2 separate regions of the Mus musculus genome follow, and region 1 is linked to region 2. A link is a contact called in public Hi-C data. All regions are on one chromosome and are shown on one strand. The core of a region is the stretch at or near the end of the contact, and the rest is flanking DNA. Distances in the headings are between cores, read along the strand shown.

Region 1 (2,700 bases), core at 39-2,538, 220 kb before region 2:
ACATCGGCGAGTTAGCCAGGACCTGGAGGCATTAGTGGAAGTAACCAGGGGAGGAGCCCCTGGAAGATGACATCACACAGCAGGTTCCCACCTATCAGCACCTGGATGAGATATTCCAAGCAGAGAAGGCACGATCACAGGAAGGAGCCTCCACCACAGGGAGAAGTCTGGTGACTTTTGAACATGGAAGGCCACCTAAGGCCAGCATGGCCAGAGCGAGAAGAGGATACAAGAAGAGCAAAGCCCCCATGTCAATTTCCAGTGCTGATAAACCCCTTTCTGGGAGAGTCAAGCCAACCGGGTCCCTGTCTCTAGCAATCCTGGCTTCTAGCTTGCAGGCATGAACATGCAGAGCACGTGGAGCTGGGTGCCTATGCACACATGTGCACATGCACATGCCTGTGCACTGTAGCTCAGCCAGGAAGAAAGACAGAGGGAAAGAGGAGGTCAGACTGACAAGAGCCACAAGTGCCCAGCATCACACAGCTGTGGCCTACCAGGGTCCTCGGGACACTGAGGGGTGCCACCCCCCTTAGCTAAAGGCTCAGGTAACCTGCCCCTCACCAAACAGCTTTTCCACTGTCCTGCTCCAGCCTTAGGGAACTCTGTCTGAGTCCACCCACCTCTCCTTCCAACCATTGACCTGCGTTTTGTGGCCCCACTCCACCTCTACCACAACCTGATGCTGGGGAAGGCAGAACAAGTTCACAGTGGCAATCTGGGGATGTGGGGGCAGGGTCACTGCTTTAAAGGAACAACAAAGTGTTAGCTAAGTGATGTCACCAGCCCAGGGCAGCTGCTGATGGATGTCAAGACACAGACACACACACACATGGACACATGCACTATACACATACATACACACACACACACAGAGAGAGACTAGTGAATATATTTTTGAGTTCTTTTTCATGGCTATCATGTTACCCCCTGGGGCTGATCTGGGACAAAACAGGAAATCCCAGAACCAAGCCTGCCAGATGAGGCAAGGGGCTGGGAATTTGAAACCCCCTCTGCTCTCTACAGCCTCCTATCCGACCCTGCCTCCTGCAAGCTGGGGCTAGCTGCCAGGATTCTCCCAGAGGAGAGGTTCCCCCTCCCCAGGCACTGCCAGGGCTCAGTCACGGAGTCACAGCTGCAAATTCCTGCCCTGTACAAGTCCCCAGACCCACACAGAGCTTCCTAGAGCCATTGTTAAATCCACCTTTCCGGATATGTCATTTCCCTTGCCGTCTTTGAATACAAACGTGAGGTTAGCCTGATGTCCAGCAGGGGGCGGGCATGTTTCATTTGCCAGAGAGCCAGCAGTGGGTTCAGGAGGCGGCTGGAAACAACCCTTCCTCCAGCAGCCTCCCATTAAGACACAGCTCCCCGCCCCCCCGCCCCTCGCGCCACGCACAGAGCAGGCTTCTACACCTTCGCATACACTGGAGCCCTGTCAGGCTGCAAACGGAGCGAACCGGCTCACTTCTGGTCGGGCCTCTCCTGCACATTCTTCACTAGCTGCCTTACCCAGAACTCCATGCCTTTTCGATGCCAGCCTGCTCCTCTACGGGGAGAAATGCCTGGGTGGATGAGTGACTGATGGGTAGAGAAACCCAGCTACCAGCCACCCACACCGTTCAGAAACAAATAATTCAATGCAGACATCCCGGGAGAAGACAATTTTTTTTTTTTAATGGCCAGGCAAGCATTCTAACACTGAGTTATAGCCTCAGGCCTCCCTTTTTTACATTGTTTTATTTTGAGACAGGGTCTTACTTAAAGCTCAGGCAAGCTTTGAACTTAGGATCATCCCAGCTTGGCCACCCTAGTAGTTGGAAAAATAGGCTTAGCCAGCAAGCTCAGTGCAATTTGAAAAATATACAGCACTCGTTGAGTCTAAGGACCGGCCACCTCATGATCTGACTTGACTCTTTTAGGTCTGTTGGGCTTGGTGGTATTACCCAAAGTACAGAAGGGGAAACTAGGATTTTAAGGGGGCCCAAGGTTGCAGGCTATGTATGGGTAGGTGCAGCAGGGTTCCAAATCCAGTCGCCTTCCCCCTTCATTTAGCTATGCACCAGGCCCCACCTATGAGTCTCTGGGTGACCCCAAGAAGTGGAGAAATGTGGCAAAGTCCTGGTGCTTGGCTGGAAGTGTTCTGGCCTAATTCTTAACCTAACCCAAGTCCCATAAGTGAATGCTGGTAAGGCACTCGTGTGTGTGTGTGTGTGTGTGTGTGTGTGTGTGTGTGTGTAACAGAGAGAGAGACAGACAGACAGAGAGACAGAGAGACAGAGAGAGAGAGACCTCCCACAGACCTGCTAAGAAGCCCCCTGTTCCCACTTGCAGGAGGTCCTAAGAAATTAAACTGTTGCCCAGTGCCACTCAGCCATCAGGCCGCAAAGCAGAATTCAAACCCAGAAGCACACATTTGCAAAGGCTGAGATTCCAGCCATGTGTACATTACTATTCATAACACTAGCAAGATTACAGTCATGGAGGAGCAATGAAATAATTTTATGGTTGGGGGTCCACAACAGGAAGAACTGTTTTAAAGGGCAGCAGCATTGGGAAGGGTAAGGACCACCAATTTAGTATGTTCTGAAGAGGCTCTCTGGGCTGAACCTCAGCTAGGTTCACCCGCAAAAGCTGCTGACCTGACAGGCTCCCAACAGAGTCAAGGCCACAGCCCCAGGCACCAGAAGGCAGCTTTGC
Region 2 (2,700 bases), core at 20-2,519:
CTGGCTTTAAAAACTGAACGCCCAAAAGCCCTCATAAATCATCTTAATAATCCCAGTAATTAATGGGGTGAGCAAAATGATCAAGTGTAACGAAGCGTTATCGTAATTTGCACAATGAAAACGAACAATCCTTCAAAGTTATGGTGGGGATAAAGCCTTCTCTGGTCATCTATGTGGGAGTTCCTCGCGATGTGGGAGGGGAGCTCTTGGGAAGAGGGGTGAGCTTCACTGGAGAAAAGTTACTGGAGTGTTCCTCCCTTAACGTGGGAGTGGTACTGACGAGTCAAACAAATGACCCATGTTTACCCACCGCGTTCGTGAGGACCGAAACTGTAGCACTGTGTAGCTATCTACATGTTTGTCCTACTACCTGCTGAAAGCCCCTTGGAGAGGGAAGCACACCAACACAGGGAGGATCAGAGAGGAAGAACACCCCCTCCTCAAGGGGGAGGAAAACACACACAAGCTCTCACAGAAACAAAAGGCCACAAGGAACCCAGGCGCTTAAAAAGCGATCCGAAACTTCCTGATGGTCACCTCTCCATATTTCAAGGCTTGCAAGATCGCCCACTCCCCCACCACCATGGGGGGCTCGCCCGAGGACCGTGGCCCACCGCCCGCTTTCTAAAGCCTTGTATTGTTCCTCCCTCGGCGCTGCCACGGAAGCTCCAGCCAAGTCCAAGGAGCCCGCGGGACCACAGAATCTCCACTCCGCGGCCACAAGAGAGGACCTGGGGCTGCTCAGATCCATCCAAAAAATAAATAAATAAATGCAGGGGAGGAAGGAAAAAAAAAAAAAAAGAAGCCGAGCCGAACGGCAACACCAACCTCTAGGGACTCCCGGCAGGGCCGAACGGAGGCACGGAGCCGCCGGCAGCCGCGGGCGAGCCGGGCCCCGGCCGCGGCCCGCTCCCCACCCCCTCCTCGCGGATAACAATAGGGCCTCGCTGCCGCCTCCCAAACACGTACGAGCGGAGCGAGCGCGGTGCCTCCGCCAGGCCCGGCGGCGTCTCTAAGCCCTTTCTCGCCCCGCCAACCGCTGCCAAACGCCAATACGAGAGGCGCATCGGCTCGCTGGGGGTTCGGAGCACGGTTTGGGGCCACCGGGGCGCGGATACTCACGGGCGGAGCGGTAGGATGAAGATGGATTCCGGCCCCCCGATCTTCGCTCGCCGGCGCTCTCGCTCCCCCTTACCTTTCACTCCGACAACATGGCGGCCCACTGGGGACTGGGCTGACGCGGTGCATCATGGGAGCGGCGCCGGCGCCGGCCCCAGCTCCGGCGGTGGCAGCGGCGTGTGCGGAGCGGGCGGGCGGGCGGGCGGCTCTGGAACAGGTTGCCCGGTTGCCATGCCAACGGCAGGGCCTGTGTGAACTCGGGGAAACTCGCAGGCCACACAACCGCTGTGCCCGCCCGCTGGGGCGAGCGCGCGCCGCCGCCGCGGAGGGAGCGGGGTGGGAGGCACGGGAGCGCGCACGGAGTGCCCGGGCTGCCGTGGGGGGGAGGGGACGCCAACCTGGGGCTGTGCCTGAACCTTGGCACAGCCTGGCCAGTGTCTGGGTTCGAACCCCTTCTAGCCCTCTGGCTCCTGGCCTTTTTGCATCTTTTCCTGCCTCGTTTCCCCAGTGTAACATACAAAAGAAAAGAGCAACAGAACGACCATGCTGATGGAGGGCAGGACCTCAACCTAATTTGCAGGATCTGGAGCGCAATGACAATGGCAGGACCCTTGTTCAAAGGTCATTAGAAATATCAAGATGGAAACTAAGCAAATTAAGCTGAGAACTAGAAGCCAGAGGTGTTTGCAAGCACTCCATTTCAGTTGATTGGTTGGTTGGTTTAAAGATGCATTTGTATGTGATTACACTGTCCTACCTTCAGACATACCAGAAGAGGGTGTCAGATCCCATTACAGATGGTTGTAAGCCACCATGTGGTTGCTGGGAATTGAACTCAGTACCTCTGGAAGAGCAGTCAGTGCTCTTAACCAATGAGCCCTCTCTCCAGCCCTGGTTTGGTTTTTATTGTGACAGGGTCTTTTGTTGTAGCTCTGGCTGGGCTGCTCTCTAACCTACTGAAATCCACCTGTCTCTGCCTTCAAGAACCGTTCAATTTTTTTTTTTTTTTTTTTTTTTTTTTTTAGGTTTTTTAGGCTTTTTAAATTCTTTTTGATTTTTCAAGACAGAGTTTCTCTGTGTAGCCCTGGCTGTTCTGGAACTCCCATTGTAAACCAGGCTGGCCTCAGAACTCACAGAGATATCCCCACCTCTGCCTCCTGAGTATTGGGATTAACAGCCTATGCCACCACCACCTCGCTTTTTTTTTTATTTCTGTTTTTGAGATAGGGTGTCATAGAGCCAGGCTGCCCTCAAACTCACTGTGTAGCTAAGGATTACCTTGACCCCCTGAGCCTACTTCCATACCTTCCTTCTGTTACTACAGACATACCAAATGTAGGACTTCACATATGCCAGGCAACACCCTACCAAACAACTGAGCTACATCCCCCCCCACCAGGTCTCGATATTCAAACTCAAGAACATACTCTATTCAGAAAGCCAGCTTGTAACCAGACCTGAAATTCCTTAACTGAACCTTCATTTCCCACACTGCTAACAATGCTTTGTGAAATCAAGTAGATAATGCATTTAGCTCCATCAGGCCAAGGCCCTGGACAGTACTGAATAGCCATAGTATGC

What was found. A called contact is a pair of places that touch in the nucleus more often than the background predicts.
Region 1: a Hi-C map of cerebral cortex shows a contact between it and region 2, with 1.5 times the contacts expected there. The contact joins the enhancer-like site here to the promoter of Pum1 in region 2. A contact is called at or near these places in 2 of 39 promoter capture datasets (both in liver) and 4 of 484 Hi-C or Micro-C datasets (the G1E-ER4 cell line, cerebral cortex, cortical neurons and 1 more).

The regions. Positions count from the first base shown.
Region 1 is chr4:130,877,314-130,880,013 of GRCm38.p6, reverse strand. No RefSeq gene overlaps it. Among named protein-coding and RNA genes, the nearest start is that of Gm35294, 7.6 kb to the right of the region's middle. Within about 2 kb of position 1,288, at least 59 of the 459 cell types and tissues checked have an H3K27ac peak or open chromatin away from gene starts, as enhancers often do. A contact at or near this core is called in cerebral cortex and cortical neurons, where this site is marked.
Region 2 is chr4:130,661,890-130,664,589 of GRCm38.p6, reverse strand. Pum1 (pumilio RNA-binding family member 1) reads right to left here and starts at 1,269. Exons shown (of 22, transcript NM_030722.3): 1 at 1,123-1,269.